Regions from separate parts of the Pan troglodytes genome. Here region 1 is linked to region 2. Evidence: chromatin contacts called from public Hi-C data. All regions are on one chromosome and are shown on one strand. Each heading gives the region's core, a stretch centred on a gene start, on an enhancer-like site or on the middle of the called end of the contact. The rest is flanking DNA. Distances are from core to core; before and after follow the strand shown. Region 1 has its middle 210 kb from the start of MIR99A. Region 2 has its middle 350 kb from the start of USP25.

Region 1 (3,631 bases), core at 383-2,882, 260 kb before region 2:
ACCAGCTACACGGGAGGCTGAGGCAGGAGAATCACTTGAACCCAGGAGGTGGGGGTTGCAGTGAGCCAAGATAGTGCCACTGAACTCCAGCCTGGGCCACAGAGCGAGACTCCATCTCAAAAAACAAAAAAAAGAGAATTCAGTAATTCCTTCATCCCTTTATATAACACCAGCTTGAGTTTCATCATTCAATAAATATAGTCTAATAGTTTTATTCCTTAAATGTACTTTGTTGCCCATGTGGAATAGATTATAGTGGCTTAAATTCTTTCTTCCACTAACCTTGAAACTTACAAGTTTAGTCTCTAAACTACGTGGTAATAAAAATTACTTTCATTATAAAACAGGTTTATAACAAATATTTCATATACATCAAAAGGTTGAAAAGATTTCAAATTTTAGAAAAAGAAGGACTTCTTAGAAAGAATTACAATATATCTCAGTTGATAGCCTGTATATGTAACCATTAACATCAATTTAAGTTAATACCAACCGGATTCTAACTCATAATTTAAAAGTTTATAGTTTTATAGTATGTTACATGCTTCTCTGTAGTTCACCAACAATACTTCATAAGAGCAAAAATTAGTACACTTCAAGCAAAGTTTAAAACCTGAGGGTCAAAATTAGGAAATATCTATTCATTTAAGCAAAGTGACTAAATGTACTCAGAAGAAGCAGAACTGCTTTTCATACAAATGAATGTCCCTTCATCAAAGCACAGTGCTAAATGCTATTATTTGAGGCAAAACTTTATAAATATAAATAATTTATCACACATTTTATGATTCACCATACAACTAAGGAATGTAACATAGCTTGAAATCATGTAAAAATGTTTACAGCATAAGAACGACAAAGAATTCAAAAACATGAAGTATGCTTGCTCTAATAATTTAGAAAACAATAGATACTTTCATGGCCTATTTTCCCCAGAACAGGCTTATCATATTATTAATTTTATCCAGAGTCTTTGTTTTTTTTATGTCCTCGTGGTTTATATGTGCTACTGCATAATGTGTATTTGATGTCAAAACTTTCTTCATTGAAAGAAACTTTTTAGGGTGTGAGTATATTCATGTGTCTATGAATTTGCCCAGTGACAACTGTTGCTGATACTAACATTTATTGTTCACTAGGTGCTACATATTATACTAAATAATTTACATACTTAGTTTTAACTATATAAAATTGTGGATGTTTATTTTTCATCTATAAAGAGGGCAATTTCATATGGCTCATCCTGAGATTTTAGCTCATTTATTTCCCATAAGAACCATGAGATAGTTATTTATGTATGTCTATTTATATATATTTAGTTATGATTTATTTTATTTCACAGATGATGAAACTAAGTCATAGAGATGTGAAATATCTTGTCCAAGTTTACCTACATAGTTAAGCAACAAACTCAAGAAATGAATTTGGCAATTTGACTGTATAGGCCATTGAATGAACTAGTCTATTACATTATAACAAGATAACGAGGTGAAATATACTCTGTGGGGGAGTTTGCTTCATTTCTGGACTCCTTCCCTTTGGTAACCTACTCGAAGCCTGTAACTGCCTAAAGTATGGTCTGACTATAAACAGGAGCATGGTATCACCTAAGAGCTGCTAGAAATGCAGACCCCCGGGGAGTCTGAATCTGCATTGTAACAAGATTGCCTCGTTACAGTGTTTCGTACGAACCTTACCTTTTAAGAACAGATCTAAGCTGTCTTCATTTTTAAGACTTAATAAGCATATGCAAAACAATCCATCTACATTCAAAAGGTAAAGACAAAATAAGTCTACATGTAATAAAATGTCCTGGTTCAGGTAACCTGTGAACAATAAGAAATAATACTTTAGATGTAATTTTGGGTGTACACAAAATGAATTCTCGTGAATGCATGCATTCCCCACACCCTTTCTTTTCGTCCCACATACCTCTTTAACTTATTCGGTGAATAGATGTCTATTATGTCTGTATTGTCATGAGATTGTGTCTTCAGTTTGCCATTTTGCTCTCTGCGATTCACACAAACTGTGGCTTTCCCTTTACACTTAGAACTTTAGGGCTTTATGTACAATCCCTGACATAGTGACAGGGAGTATTTCTTCCCACTAGATGGCAGTAACGGCAATTTAATAATACATATAAAGACACTTCCAGCTTGCTACAGGGCACTGCAAACAATGAGTGAGGGTTTCGTGAATAGCTGAGCTGGACTTAATATAGGGAGCAATGACTTGGTGACAAATTGGAGAACAGTTTTTCTCTTTTGATGTCTATGTTTCAATTTTGTTTTGCATGCTTTTCAAGATTAAAAGCAGTCTTGTTTGCGTATCTCTTACCCCTAGTTATAAGGAGCAGCTATTTTATGAATAATTTTCACTGATAAGAGTGATAGACAGGTGGTTGCTAAAATAAGATATTTTGTTAGCATGACTATATAAATCATTTTCTTATTCCAGTTTTTAAGGAGATCTTTCCTTTTTTCTATAAATGACCATATATATAATTTCTAAATGCAGATATTCAAGATTCTCATGAGAAATCACATCTTGGATTGATAAATTTATTTTTATTAAGTTTCTTTCCAGTAAATGTTTTAAGAAGGCCACATACAAATGCCCTATAGAAGTTAAGCAATAACAGCAAGGAGAGAAGAAGTTTATAGTAAAATGACAATAGGATTTTAACACATACAAATGCAATTCTACTGACATTCTATTTAGTGTTTCAATATGACTTTTTGCGTTCAGAATGTTTTTACGTAAATACTTAAGAAAAGAGAGAGGACAAAGCTTATTAATAAAGATGTAAACTTCTTTAGGGATATAATTATGCAACCTCATTGTTGCCTTGATGTTTCAAGGGATTGAAAATACTTTTGCCATTGATCACACTTGTCTTATATTGATCTGTGTTGAAACTCTAAAAGTGCTACCCCAGTGCTTCTCAAACTAACTGTGGTCTAAGCCAGACTATTTTTTTCCTAAATCATGAAGTAATGTTTTCCAATTTACAGTAAAAGTGGATAACTAGAGAAACTAAATGTAAAAACTGACATTAAAACATTCATATTTTATTACTTGAATCAACAGACACAAATGTTGGGTTGATTTTCTATGAAATTTTCTAAAGGCTTACTCTCTATTTTTGTACTTCCATGTTTTCTAATGGGTATCGAACTGTTCTCAGAAGGGCCTGGCCCATGGACCCCACTTTGCATAGTGCTGCTCTAGACTGCTTCCTAGCAGAATGGAGCCACATCTTCCTGGGGAGTTAGGTTCTAAAGCAACCATGCATGGTGAAAACCTGGGGCCTCTCAATTAGTCTAATAAAGGCAGAATTTTTATTTTTGTTTTTTAATTTGGCTTCTTTGTTATCTGTTAATTAACCAGTTAATGATATGACTGGTTTCCATTTAGATGCTATGCAGTAGGAAAAATACATATATCTTAATGCTGGACTTACACTGAGCACAAGATAGGTGCCAAAGATGTGAAGTTCCCAGGCACAGAAACTGATACATGTCTCCCAGCTGGGACTCAGGTCTTCACCTCTGGAGAAGGAACACTGTCTTTTGCCACTATTTTATGTCTTTCAATCTGCATCCTCTTCCCTCCACCCCCAACTGCT
Region 2 (4,046 bases), core at 405-2,904:
CTGCAGCAGGGGAGCTCGTGACTGATTCAGGACAGTCGCCCCCTGAATACTGATGATGGGATGATGGAATGCCTCATGAATTAAAAGGGCCATGGTTTCCCATCTAAATCCTTCATATGCTTTAAAAAGTGACTATGCCTATCATTGCATTCTCTAAGCTTCTTAAATGAATCATGCACTATTATGAAACCCTTGTCAATATTTTTAAAATTCCATGTTTTTGAATAATTATATTCAAAACATCCTTTTAAAAGAAAGACAATGAAACTTCACCTTCTCTGCTAGAAAACTGTGCGCCTTTAACGCAAATATGCAATAAAGATATGACTTAATAGAAATTGCATTGAAGTGTGACCCAGTTTTGCTCTCTGGGATTTTATAAAGCAACCTGAAATCTTCACATGCCACATGTTCCAGCCTCTTTAAGTTATCTATAGAACAAATGACTTTATCCCTGACAACTAAATACAAATGTGCAACGCAAAATTGTATTTCCACAGGTTTTCTGCAGATAAATGAACTCATTTGTGAACGTTATTTAATTTGATCTACTTTGGTTATGTAACAATCCTATAAATTTGCTAAAGGTATTACATTGCAAATGGAGACCAGGCATTTTTATAGAAACACTAAGGCAAATGTTAAATATTACACATTTTAAAAAAACAAACTGTATTACTGCAATATATTCCAAAATAATACGTAAGCTGGTCCCTTAACTTCCTTTCAAGCTGGTTCTTGTATTCAGTTTTTCTAGTAAATGGATGCAAATCAGGTGCATTGTGCTGGGATGGGAAGGGGGAGATTTGTCCAGAAATGACCTCAGTTCTATTCATTAATAAAATGACAATGTTGGCTGAGAGCACTGGAGAATGAAATATAACAAGAGTGAACTTTCCTCCATGTGACAGATGCATACAAGTGCTTTTTGGATAAAGCACTGTATGTAAAATGGCCACTGCAGCATAAAATCTGGAAACGTTAAAGGAAGTTCTAAGATACAGATTGTTAGAAAAACCTGCAACTTTCATGGCAATGCACACCTTATTCTCTGTTACCTTGTACAATTCTGAACCCCAACTTGGAGAAGCATGTATTCATTCATAAGAAGAGGGATCAGACAATATAAACAGAGGTTTAATGTTGTTAAGAATTTTTTTTAAGAAAGAGAAGATAATTTTTGCAAGTTCAAAACAAAATAGAATTGTACCCAGAATCACTTTCAGTGACGGCAGACACCAAGGGGGGGCGGGGGGGGAAGGTAAAAGCCATCAGAGAGAATGTAGCCACATTTTTGCATAGCGGATTAAATTATGCCAGCAGAATAATTAATGGAAGGACCTAATATGGAAAGGGGGGGGGGTGACAGGAAAGGGGGAAGTCTATGTTAAACAAAGTTCATTACTGCATGATGTAAATGAGTTTCTCACCAATGATGTCACTGATTGGCTGAGCTGCAGAGCTGGCTTCGAGCATGGCCGGATTGGCTGCTAGCTCTTCTGGTGCCTGCCTGCTCGGGCAGCGGTTGAACCAGATACTTTCTGTCTCTCTTGTTGTCGTTTGAAGCAAATCTTGTTCAGCCCAGCTGTGTCTCCATAGTAGTGGCACCCTAAGAGAGAGTCTCCCTCCTGCTTCCCACAGCTCGTCTGTGAGGCGGTCGCTGCTGTGAAATACCAGCCCTTGGCACCAAGCCCAGACAGCGTTCTCAGATCCATCTATAACACACACATACAAAAAGAAAAATAGAAAAAGCAGTTCTTTCATCTGAATTGCATCCTAAGGAGGATTAAGAAGGCTTCTATTGCTACTGATTTGTGTTCCTTCAATTTGATGGTTAAAATAGTTTTTGAAATACAGTATCTTCTCATCTGCAGTAGAACACCATTGGTTAAAATTGGTTAAAAAGATGGGGGGAACCCCCCTCTCCCATGTTTACCTTGATTACAGAAAAATAATTCTTCATTTTCTTCCTAAGCACCGTAACTGATGTTTTTGGTCCCCTACCAGAATTTTTAAACTCTCACCAGATTTCTAATTACAGCCGAGTCATTATTTTTCAGGTTAAGACAAGGGATCTTAATTAGCATTCTTTTTTAGCTATGCAAAATGAGACAGGGCATGAAACAGAAACGATCTATGGAGAGGCAGAGAGAGAGAAAGAAAAAAAATCTGTGCAGCTTTTACAGTTGAGCTGACACCCCCTCCTTCCCCGCTCTCCCTCCACCCCCCTTGCGAAAAGAATGCAGTCATATGAACTTTACCAGACAATGGAGTACCTACAGGCTCTCCCCTAGACAAGTCCTTTATAACCAGCCAGTGCTATGTGCTGCAGACAGTGGCCAATCGGCAGGCTCCTTTCTGCAGCAGGGACACAATAGGTGCATTGGCCACACTGTCCTCCTAGACCCTGACAGCAGTTCAGGTTCATTTATTGTACACTGGAAGGCACATATGTCTTTAATATTCACTGTGAAATTATCAGTGCGACTGCCTTTATTTCACCATAATTACATCAACCTAATTACCGCGCACAAGCTGCAATAGCACTGTTTGCACAGAGTGGCGCATAGCCATGCATGCCGTAAAAATATGCATGAACATGCCTGCTTATTTCAATAATAAAATCCACCAATTTTCTTCCCACGGCTTCCTCCAGAATACTTCAGTGGAATATAGCCATCGCTTTTCCCCTTCAAAAGAAAAAAGCATATGTGTGTGTATAATATATATATATACATACATATACAAATAATACATATTATTTAAACATTTTCCTAGTCATTTATTGGGGTGAGGTATGGGAGTAGAATCTAGTCAGTAAATACAAGGTCATTAAAGACCTAAGGCATTTACCCCGTATTACTAGGCATCAGAGTGAAGGAGTAAGTGAATCTGCATGAATCACTATAGCCATGACTACATGCCGATTTATTTCGAGTCTAACTGTCATGCACATCTGCATATGCCTAATTTATGTATTTTTATATTACATAATTATGTCATGCCTTGAAACACTGACTCAAAATGCTTGAAAAATTAAATCTTCGCTTTTTGCGTATTAGTTCAACACAGTTAGGCAGTCTGTGGTAGAAACTGTCTGCTTTTTTATTTTATTTTATGCATGTTACATTTACATATTCATGAACACAAAAGCTGTTATGACCGAGGATTCTGCAGCAGGGGATGAGAAGGCACGATCCCGCATACAGATGTATTAATTTCTAGGGGAAGAATGGCAGCCTATGATGACCAGGAAGAGAAGATGTTTGGGGTTTTCATTTGGGGTTTACCTCATTATATAGTAAATGATGTCGCTAACCTGCCAACAAATGTTTAAGTATAATAAACTTGGAAAGTAAAGCCAATTTGTATTATTCCTGGCCATTCATCCACACTGTAAAAAAAAATAAGCATTTTGAAATGCAGACTTCTGACTCAGGTCCTTGCAGGTAAAATAAAAGGGGTGTGCTCAGAAGCTGCTCATTATTTCACAATTTACATATTTCTTGCTCCAAATCAGAATGCTAAGCTTTAAGCTTTGATTATTTTCTAAGTCGGAATTTTACCAATGTTTGCCTGTATTTATTGGTGTACTTTGATTTCTAGCTCATGATTCTGTAATCAGGAATGCAATTCATCATTAAAGTAGGCACATTAGGAGAAACAGTAACCTATTTATACTCACAGGCTGTATGTTTATAACATATAATCATTCCAAAGAGAAAGAATCCCAATCGTTTTTTATAAATTTTTATAAATTTATATTTTGTAGTCCTGGTTTTTAAATATATGTAAAATTTGTATCATAAAACGTATTCCAGTTGCTTTTGAATTTTATAAGCATTTTAAAAGAAAAGCACAGCTCTTCTATCTATACTTTCCAAAAATCAAGTTTTAATAGGAGGGATGGGGAAGGCAAATTCCTAACTAAACGAAAAGATCATACGGCTCAATCATAAAAAACACAAATAATATAAGAAAATACTGCATTTGTATTCCTGAACTGCTACACACATTGAAATCGAAATACCTGAAATCATATATGT

Evidence for each region. A called contact is a pair of places that touch in the nucleus more often than the background predicts.
Region 1: a Hi-C map of stem cell-derived neural progenitor cells shows a contact between it and region 2, with 3 times the contacts expected there. The contact joins two enhancer-like sites. A contact is called at or near these places in 3 of 7 Hi-C or Micro-C datasets (induced pluripotent stem cells, a lymphoblastoid cell line and stem cell-derived neural progenitor cells).

Annotation. Positions count from the first base shown.
Region 1 is chr22:17,387,877-17,391,507 of NHGRI_mPanTro3-v2.0_pri, reverse strand. No RefSeq gene overlaps it. Among named protein-coding and RNA genes, the nearest start is that of MIR99A, 210 kb to the left of the region's middle. Within about 2 kb of position 1,632, at least 2 of the 24 cell types and tissues checked have an H3K27ac peak or open chromatin away from gene starts, as enhancers often do. A contact at or near this core is called in stem cell-derived neural progenitor cells, where this site is marked.
Region 2 is chr22:17,125,984-17,130,029 of NHGRI_mPanTro3-v2.0_pri, reverse strand. No RefSeq gene overlaps it. Among named protein-coding and RNA genes, the nearest start is that of USP25, 350 kb to the right of the region's middle. Within about 2 kb of position 1,654, at least 17 of the 24 cell types and tissues checked have an H3K27ac peak or open chromatin away from gene starts, as enhancers often do. A contact at or near this core is called in stem cell-derived neural progenitor cells, where this site is marked.